Linked DNA regions of Sus scrofa: region 2 is linked to region 1. The links are chromatin contacts, called in public promoter capture Hi-C maps. All regions are on one chromosome and are shown on one strand. Each heading gives the region's core, a stretch centred on a gene start, on an enhancer-like site or on the middle of the called end of the contact. The rest is flanking DNA. Distances are from core to core; before and after follow the strand shown. Region 1 holds the start of EEF2K (eukaryotic elongation factor 2 kinase). Region 2 holds the start of DNAH3 (dynein heavy chain 3, axonemal).

Region 1 (5,157 bases), core at 1,761-4,260:
TGGGAATGTAAATTGGTACAACCACCATGGAGGTTCCTTAAAAGACAGAATATAGGAATTCTTGTCATGGCGCAGTGGTTAAGGAATCCGACTGGGAACCAGGAAGGTGCAGGTTCGATCCTGGGCCTCCCTCAGTACATGAAGGATGTGGTGTAGGTTACAGATATGGCTCAGATCCAGCATGGTTACAGCTCCAATTCCACCCCTAGCCTGGGCGCCTCCACATGCTGTGGGTGTATGGTGCAATTTTGACTCTTGCCAAAAAGCCAGAGGAGTTTTCTCAAGGTAAGTAAAGGAGCCAACAGTTCAAACCAGAATGATATATGTCTTTCAGGTCTTGTGTTTTCAGAAACTTGTAGCATAGACGCCAAAGGGTAAAACACTCAGCCATGGGTCTCAGGACCATTCCTTTTTTTTCTTTCTTTCTTTCTTCTTTTTTTTTTTTTTTTTTCATTCCCCTCATCACCTTGTGAAATGCTACCTCTCTGTCACCCGTTCTCCAAGCCTCATAAACTTGAACCTAGTCCCTGCAGAGGCCCTGGCTGCTGGTAAACTGAAGAACTTCACTCTCCCAGTGGGACCTGCATTTTTAGGGTCCACAAAAACGGAAGAGGCAAGGCTTAGGGACAGGACGCTGGAGGGGTCCGTATATACCTGGACCTGGGTCCAATCCTGGTTCTGCCACTTACTAACTCTGTTACCTTGGGAGGGTCACTCACCCTGTCTCCCGCCTCCTTGTGTACAAAGTGGGCAAAATAAGAGGGTCGTGATGAGAATTAAAAGAGAGAAGGTCTGTAAAGTGGTTACCACTGTGCCTGACACAAAGTGAATGGCCTGTAAATATCAGCTCTTATGACAACCCCAAAAAGGTGCATCAAAGCAGGCGTTACAAATGACAGGTGGCCCTTGACAACAGAAACATGTTTACAAGCTAGTGTTCAGGGAAAGCAAGGAGCAATAGATAAGAGTCTACTCTTGTTAGGAAAATGTAAATAGCCTACATGGATACCTAGATAGCAGCTCTGTCTCTGGCCTGCCCACACTTGTTTCTCTGTGTCTGCCTGGGACTCACCTGAACACTCAGCACTCCCTCCAGTTCCATGGGAGAATTTGGTCACACCATTCCAGGCTTTGACCAAAGAACTCTTTGGGGTGTAGGGAGGGGGCTATGTCTCACATCCCACCACAAACTGTTTAAACAGCCCCCACAAGCCATCACCCAACTGGGAGCTTTTCCCCATCCTTCTCAAATCACCTGGCTGCTTCCGCATGGGGCCGTCCCTCCATCCTACCTGCAGGAGAAGAGGGGGGGTCCTTCAAATTTCTCTCTCTCTCTCTTTTTTTAACCCCAAACCAGCAGGAGCCCTGAAATAAAGATGCCCTTTACCAAGAAGAGCCACCTTGGACATCTGCTGGGCAAATGTATCTCTAAAGCCTCATTTTTAAAAATCATTTTTATTTTTTCCATTGTAGTTGGTTTACAGTGTTCTGTCAATTTTCTACTGTACAGCAAAGCGACCCAGTCACATACACACACACGTATATTCTTTTTCTTACATTATCCTCCATCATGTCCATCACAAGTGACTAGATATAGTTCTCTGTGCTACACAGCAAGATCTCATTGCTTATCCCCTCCAAATGCAGTAGTTTGCATCTATGAACCCCAAGCTCCCAGTCCATCCCACTCCCTCCCCCACCTTGGTAACCACAAGTCTGTTCTCCAAGTCCATGCATTTCTTTTCTGTGACAAGCTTCATTTGTGCCGTATATTAGATTCCAGATATAAGCGACATCCTACGGTATTTGTTAAAGCCTCATTTTTATGATCTGTAGAGTAAAGCTAGTGAGACCTACCTCTAGGGTTGGTGTGAAGAGGAATGAGATAAATCACTCGATAAACATCACTGTTACTTTTATTTCTAAGAGTTGTGAAATTTCTAAAATTTCCCTAGAAGGTTTATCTGGAAGAATATCCATGTGTGCACAGTAGTTATCATTCGTTTTATTGCCTTTTCTTCTTTATAACTTTTCATATCTATTCATTCATATCACAGGCATTTATTAAGCACTTACTATGTGCCAGGCCATGTGCTAACAGGAATACAGACAGCAATGTACTAGGCAGGTCAGGGACCTCTAGAGATGATATTAAACAATTATACACATTCCTACTGTATAGCATAGAGAATTGTATCCAGTCTCTTGAGATAGACACCATGGAAGATGATATAAGAGACAGAATGTATGTACATGTGTGACTGGGTTGCTTTGCTGTACAGCAGAAATTGGCACAACATTATAAATTGAAAACATTTAAAAGTTAGTGTTCCTGACGTGGCGCCCCGGAAACAAATCCAACTAGGAACCATGAGGTGGCAGGTTTGATCCCTGGCTCACTCAGTGGGTTAAGGATCTGGCATTGCCGTGAGCTGTGGTGTAGGTCGCAGACGTGGCTCAGATCCAGCGATGCTGTGGCTGTGGCGTGGGCCAGCAGCCTTAGCTCGGCTCAGAGGCCTAGCCTGGGAACCTCCATATGCCAGTGGGTGGGGCCCTAAAAAGACAAAAATAAAGAATAGAAAAATTATACACATGATTGCCGTAGTCATAAGCGCCTAAGTTTTTACGAAGCAGAAATCCGGGGTGGGATGGGGGGGCGATCCATTCTTGATAAAAATATTTTAAGGTTATGCTTAGAGAAGTACCAACGACGACATGCGATCACTCTTTGGAAAGGACTTGAATACAGAACGAGGCAGCCAGCTATGGAGGATGGTAAGGTGCGGTGCGCAAGGGAGGAGTTGGCTGTCCCTTGGCGGGTCAGTGCCAGGCCCTCCCCACCCGATGGGCCCTGAAGCCGTATACTCAGCAGGCTGGGGAGCTGGGGACGGAGCGCCGGCAGGTCCACGCGGCGGCTGCAAAAGCGGTGACGGCCACGGGAGGGCGGCCACGTGAACGATGCACCGAGTGCCCGCCCGGCCGTGGCCCCGCCCCTGCCTGCCTCCTCCTACCCAAGCCCCAGCTCCAGCTCGGCTCCAGTGGGGATCCGCCGCCCGCACACCCAGCGCTGCAGCCGCCCCAGCTCCGCAGACAGTGGTCTGCGCCCGCGCCCTTGGAACGCGCCCCCAGCACACGGGATCCTTCCAGCAGCCCCGCGTGCCCCCTTGCGCCCCGGGATCGGTCCGGCGGCCGCAGCTGCCTCCTTGGAGCGCCCGCCTGCGCGCCCGGCTCTCCGCTCCCCGGCGCTCTCGGGGGGCCCGCCCGCCCTGCACCCTGGAGCACCGGGCCACGAGCTTCTGCCAGCTCCTCTGGATCCTCGCGGCCGTGAGCAGCGGCTGCCTCGCCTGTCCGCCCGGAGCAGGTAGGTGGGGTGGCGGTTGGCTCTGAGAGCCGGGATCGGGCGCTGCAAACAGGCTGGGGCTTAAAAGTGAGGACCCAGGCGGAAGGGACGGGTGAGGGTTAGGCTCTTCGGGGCTCAGTGTTTGCTTCTGTAAAATGGGGCCGTCGTGCAGATTCACGGCAGTGACTATAGGAAAACTACTCGGCACGTGATGGTGTGGGAGAGGCAGCTTGGGGGCCGCCAGCCGGGGCGCCTCGGGGCCCGCAGAGGGTGGGGACAGCCCTGCCTTCCTTCCCCTGCAGGGCCCAGAGCCACGTCCCCTTCCCCGGCCCCCGAACAAGAGGCCCTAATTCCCAGAACCCCGAGGACAGTGTAGACGCGCCCTTGCTGCATTGTTGGCTGCGGGAGTTCGGGTGTTGGCAGTCTCCGGGGACGTGTGCGCCAAGAGACTGGGCATTAATATGCGGGCGGCGACGCGGGGGCGGGAGCCTACCGGGTGAGTCCCGGCCTAGATCCGCTCCGCGGGCCTGGGGGAACGCGGGGAACCAGCCTGGTTGTCCGGCTAGTGAGAGGGAGGGGGGCTGCTCCGTCTGCCCCGTGGGGACGCGGTGTGAGAGCCTGACTTCTGGGACCTCCACCCTGGAAGCTGCCTGCCTTGGGGCCCATCAGCCAGGACATTGTCCACCCCCTCTGATTTTACGGAGGAGGAACTTGAGGCTCAGAATGAGCCAAGGGCAGATACCCGGAACTGTGGGAATATAGAGCGAGCAGGTGAGAGCGGAGAGCAAACGCTGTGTGTGTGTGTGTTGGGGGGAAGGTTATTGGGCAAGACTTCCTGAAGAAAGTGATGCTTGAGCTGAGCTGGAAAGGATGCCAGTGGGAGGAGGAAGGGTATAGGGGTGGAGTTGTGCAGGTGTCTTCTCCCTCTGTGGGCTCCACAACACCTCACATTCATTCTTTTGGCTCACGTGTGTATTCAACAAATATATTGCTTGATGACGGGAATTCAGGTGTAACATGGTTGGGATTGCCGCCTCCCTTTCCTCTCAAGTTCTTTGATGTTGCGTTTTTTTGTTTGTTTGTTTGGTTTTTTTTTTTTTTTTTTTTTTTTTTTTTGTCTTTTTACGGCCACACCAGCCGGCATATGGAGGTTCCCAGGCTAGGAGTCTAATCGGAGCTGTAGCCGCCAGCCTAAAGCCACAGCAAAGCCAGATCCCAGGTGTGTCTGCAGTCTACACCACAGTTCACAGCAACACCGGATCCTTAACCCACTGAGTGAGGCCGGGGATTGAACCTACCACCTCATGGTTCCTAGTCAGATTTGTTTCCGCTGCACCGCGATGGGAACTCCTCGTGTTCTTCCTAAAGACAGGGTGTAGGCTGGGGTCCCAAGTTCTTATCTTTTGCAGGGTGTGGGGAGGCAGGAAGTAGGGGCCTGATGATCACTTGAAATAGTCTCAGTTTGCATGTGATGCTTTGTGTACATTCTGTGCTTGGAAGTTTTGTTTTTGTGTGTGTGTGCTTTTTTGATTAAGGCTAATTAAGGATGTGTCATTGAAATGATTTTAAAACTTTTTTTTTTGCTTTTTAGAGCTGTACTCGGGGCATATGGAAGTTTCCAGGCTAGGGGTCGAATTGGAGTTACAGCTGCCAGCCTACACCTCAGCCACAGCAACCTGGGTTCTGAGCTGTGTCTCTGACCTACCCCACAGCTCAGGGCAGCGCCGGATCCTCAGCCCACTGAGCGAGACTAGGGATCAAACCCCCATCTCATGCATACTAGTCAGATTGGTTTCCGCTGCACCACAATGGGACCT
Region 2 (4,788 bases), core at 2,248-4,747, 930 kb before region 1:
GGCCTACACCACAGCCACAGCAATGCAGGATCCGAGCCATGTCTGTGACCTAAACCACAGCTCACGGCAATGCCGAATCCTTAACCCACTGAGCGAGGCCAGGAATCGAACCTGAAACCTCATGGTTATGAGTTCCTTTCCGCTGTGCCATAACGGAACTCCTTGAGACTTTAATTTAGACAAAAATAGGGTTATTACCAGGCCTCCTCTAATAGGGCATGAAATCCCACGTCCCACAAAAAAACCAGCAGCTCTGACCCAACAAAGTAAAGAACTAGAAAGGGCCTGGTATGCTGCTCATGAGCCCCATGACCTTGTAGGTGAGTGGGAGACACGTTTCCATCTGAAATTTCATGTGCTTTAAATCTACCTGTGTTCAAAAACATTAAAGCAAAAATTACAGCTTCCATTTATTGACCTATACTAGCTGCAGGCATTATGCTAAGCACTTAACGAGCACCATCTTTCCAAATCTTCGAAACCCGACGCACAAGATAGATACAATTTCCCCAAATTTTATGACTGTGGAGGCTGAGAAACAGGGAGATTAAGGAGACACTCAGCTAGGTCAGTGGCAAAGTTGGAACTTAACCTGATTATGGAATCTGCTTCGTGACTTTAACCCAAAGTCTACATTTCTAGAAAGAGAGAAAATAAATAAAATATCTGCCAAAGAGAGTGAAAATTCCATTATCTCCACCCCTGCCCCAGGCCATCCCACCTGAATCAGAATTGTCTGCTGACTTAAATCTTCCGTTCAGTAATTTCCAAGCAAGGATGCAGGCTTTAAATCCTGTAACCAGCAGTTCCCCTTGTGGCTTGGCAGTAATGAACCTGACTAGTATCCATGAGGATGCAGGTTCGATCCCTGGCCTCTCTCAGTGAGTTAAGGATCTGGCATTGCCATGAGCTGTGGTGTAGGTCACAGACGCGGTTGGGATCTGGTGTTGCTGTGGCTGTGGCATAGGCCGGCAGCTACAACTCCAATTCAACCCCTGGCCTGGGAACTTCCATATGCCATAAGTGCAACCCTAAAAAGAAAAAAAAAAAAAATCCTGTAACCAAATTCAAGTACATAACGATTTCCAGATAAAATACAGGATGCCCCATTATATTAGAATTTCAGGTAAACAACAAAGGATTTTTCAGTATAAGTATGTTCCATTCAATATCTGAGACACACACTGAAAAGTTACCTGTTGCTCATCTGAAATTCAAGTTGAACCTGGCAGTCCTGTATTTTTATTTGCTAAATCTGCAATATGGGGACAAGAGGTTAGCTATGTTCCAGATTGTTCCCATTTTTGTGATGTTCATAGCTTAAAGTTTCAATCTGTTACTGGAAATTTTCTCATATTTCTTATTCAGAATCCAATGCTTCTGGAGGATCTTTCCTGAGGCTTGAAATAGTGGCTTAGCCAGGGTAACTAATTGTGGAAAGATGTAGACGAGGCTGCACATGGATTTATTTTATTGACCCATCGAATGGTTAGCAAGGGCCAAGTCCTTGTGCTATGGAGAGATATTAAGATTCCAACCATCAGGAAATATGTAATGTGGTAGAGGAAGCAGCCAAAAACTCAAGAAAGCAAAATCTGGTGGACGCTACAAAAAAGCCACAGGTAGAAGGAATTAGAGGATTCACAGAGGTTCCCCCTAGATGGCACCCTTGAACACAATTTTAAGTGGAGGCCCCAATTCAGCTTTGCAAAGCGACACCCATCAGGGAAGGAGGGTTGCAATGTTTTCTTTTAAAGAAAAACAAAATCAACAAAAAAACAACCAACCCTTTCCTGGGGGGGCATCCATCATACTGCAGTTGAAAAAAGGCATGAAACCAGACATGACTGCCTGAAACATGAGAATTTAGGAAGACATTTCTGCCTATGTCCTCCTATCGTCACCACTAGCTCCCTCTTTCCTGGATGTGGTGGAGGAAGAGAGGACCCTAAGCTTATTATTATTATGACCCCTAAACTTATTTCTCTATCCACCAGCCTAATTATTTCTGGAAATACTACTTGGTAGAAGTAATACATCATTGATGGATGGGCAAAGTCAGTGAAGGAAATCAAAAGGTACAGACTTCCAGTTATAAAATAAGTAAGTCAGGGGGATTAATAGACAGCATGGCAATTATAGGTAATAATACTGTATGGCATATTTGAGAGTTTTTAAGAGAGTAAATCTTAAAAGTTCTCACCACAAGGAAAAAAAAAACGCTATACATGATGACAGACATTAACTAGGCTTATTGTGATCATTTTGCAATGTACACAAATATCAAATCATTATGTTGCACACCTGATATTTGTTATATGTCAACTATACCACAATAAAAAAATAAAAAATAAAAATAAATAAACTAGGAAAACTTGATATGATGAGGGAGGAAAAACAAATACATTAAATATTTTTAGTCCCTTCTATGTGCCAGATAGGTGCTAAGTTCTTCACAGCCATTATTGTACTCACCAGCCCTAACTACAAACCTGTGATTGCTTTTCTCTTTCCTAAAGAGTTATTTTCCAGGTTGCTATGGACACGAGTCACAGAGGAGAGATGGATGAAAACAGGTCCCTGGATGGAAAGGGCCTGAGTCCTCAAGTCTATCCCCCTCTCCCTTTCACAGACGAAGCTGAGCTCAGAGAGATAATTCCTCTAAGGTTACACAGTAAAAGTCTGACCTGGGACCACAGCCCGGGACTGCTGGACCCCAGTTCATGGTCTTTACCAGTATGTCCTATGGCAGTTGTTCTCAACCTAGACAACTGTGCCCCCCAGGGGACATCTGCTAATGTTTGGGGACATTTTTGGTCATCTGCTAGGAAGGAAAGTACTACTGGCATCTAGTGGGTTGAGGCCGTGGATGCTGCTAAACATCTTACAATACACAGGACAGCCCCCTCAACACAGAATCTTCTTGACCAAAATATCAGCAGTGATGTCCAGCTGAGAAACCCTGCTGTATGGGTTGGATTTCGGGTCAGGGACCATGTGTTCTGGCTCTGATTTGAAACGGAGGATTTGGGATTAGACTTTTTCATGTATAAAATGGAAACACTAATCTAACCCATTTTTAAGGATGTCGCTGGGTCATGACATTTGCATTTGAAAAGTAGCAGTTAAAACCTTCCAGTCAAAGTCGTACTTACGTCACTGTCACTTGTCTGTCTTGAGCTCCAGAGATGCCTCCAAAAGACTTGGTTCATGGTATTTAGGCAGCGGAAGCCCTATGATCCTGAGAAAGCCCATTCTCACGCGCCAGTCCACCTGCCTGAGGTGGAAGGGCAGCTCTTTCAGAGCCTCAGTTTCCTCACGAGCTCCTCACTCAACGCCCGTCCGAGAAGCTCCGAAAGGCTGAGGGACTCCGCGCACTTTGCTGTGGCCACCCGGCGCTATGCTCTGGCCGCCACGCCGCAGCTTGCAGCGCCTCCGCGTGGTCGTTGGGACCTTGGGCCCGGTGAGCCCAGAAGAGCAGAGCAGAGGAGAGGCGCGAGGCGGGGCCGCGGAGCCGAGGGGCGGGGCGAGGAGGCGCGAGGCGGGGCCGCGGAGAGGAGGGGCGGGGCGAGGAGGCGCGAGGCCGGGCCGCGGAGGGGAGGGAGGGGAGGGAGGAGGGAGGGGAGGGAGGGGAGGGGAGGGGAGGGGCGAGGTGGGGCCGCGGAGCGGATGGGAGGGGCGAGGAGGCGCGAGGCCGGGCCGCGGAGAGGAGGGAGGGAGGGGAAGGGAGGCGCGAGGCGGGGCCGCGGAGCGGAGGGGAGGGGCGAGGAGGCGCGAGGCCGGGCCGCGGAGGGGAGGGAGGGGAGGGGAAGGGAGGTGCGAGGCGGGGCCGCGGAGGGGGTGGGAGGGCGCGAGCTCCAGCTCCTCGCCCCGCCTCTCGCTTCCTCTTCCCGCTCCTCTTTCCTGCGTTTTGCTTCCTCTTCCCGCTCCGGGCACACTCTGCTCCGCCTGCAGAGTATAAGAGGTGCGGCTGACAGGAGCAGGTGAGAGCTGGCTGCTGGGGCGCGGGGAAACTGAGGGCCCTGACTGGCTAGACTTCGCGGGGCGGGACGAACGGCAGAGCGCGGGGGCGGTGGGTTGAGAAGGTAGCTGGCGTCCCAGGACTTAAACCCTTCAGTCTGCGGTTTGGTTATTGTCCCATCCCTCCGAGCCCTCGGGGGACAGACACGCACACACACACGCACGCACACACACGCTTTATCCACACCTGCTACGTTTTGTGAAAGGTTTGTCTTCCCTATCCCAGCCCGGAGACCCTGCCCTTTCTTGGGAAACCTGGTTGGGAAGTCTCCAAACCCCCTCTTTAGAATTAATGAACACAGATGCCCTCCTCCTTATCAGGTTCTTCTCTAACGTGGACCCACCTTTCCCGTCAGTGCTGGTAGGAACTCCAAGTTCCAAAGGTGGATTATTCTCCCCAAATTAATGACTAGGTACTCGACTCCCTCCTGAGCTCCCATTTCCCTGCCTCGGTGCCCTTTCGGGTGCAGACCCCCTTCTCTACCTTCATCATCCCCCTTCCCCCCTCCCTTTGGATCCTAAGAAACTGGGCGCCTGCCCCCTTTCGCGTCTTCGAAGGCGGGGAGATTGGAACCACGTGAGGAGCGGGAGGCCTGGATCCCCTCGAGGCTGCCCCCAGGTTTCCTTCCTCCAGCCCTGGATGCGGAGCCCCCCCTCCCCCCAGCCGGAACGTTTAGGTTTTCCGTTTGCCCCGGGAGGGGCAGGGATGGAAGAGTTGGGGGCTTTTGTCGTGGAGGGGCGGCGGGCTGTAGAAGCGAGGGTGGGTTA

What was found. Promoter capture Hi-C pulls out the DNA fragments that hold promoters and counts their contacts.
Region 2: a promoter capture Hi-C map of fetal skeletal muscle shows a contact between it and region 1, with 6 times the contacts expected there. The contact joins the promoter of DNAH3 here to the promoter of EEF2K in region 1. A contact is called at or near these places in 1 of 5 promoter capture datasets (fetal skeletal muscle) and 1 of 47 Hi-C or Micro-C datasets (retroperitoneal adipose tissue).

Annotation. Positions count from the first base shown.
Region 1 is chr3:23,978,084-23,983,240 of Sscrofa11.1, reverse strand. EEF2K (eukaryotic elongation factor 2 kinase) reads left to right here and starts at 3,010. Exons shown (of 19, transcript XM_003124551.6): 1 at 3,010-3,361.
Region 2 is chr3:24,909,869-24,914,656 of Sscrofa11.1, reverse strand. DNAH3 (dynein heavy chain 3, axonemal) reads right to left here and starts at 3,497. Exons shown (of 66, transcript XM_021086503.1): 1 at 3,156-3,497. It overlaps TMEM159 (a long non-coding RNA gene), which reads left to right and starts at 3,830. Exons shown (of 8, transcript XR_002342386.1): 1 at 3,830-3,983.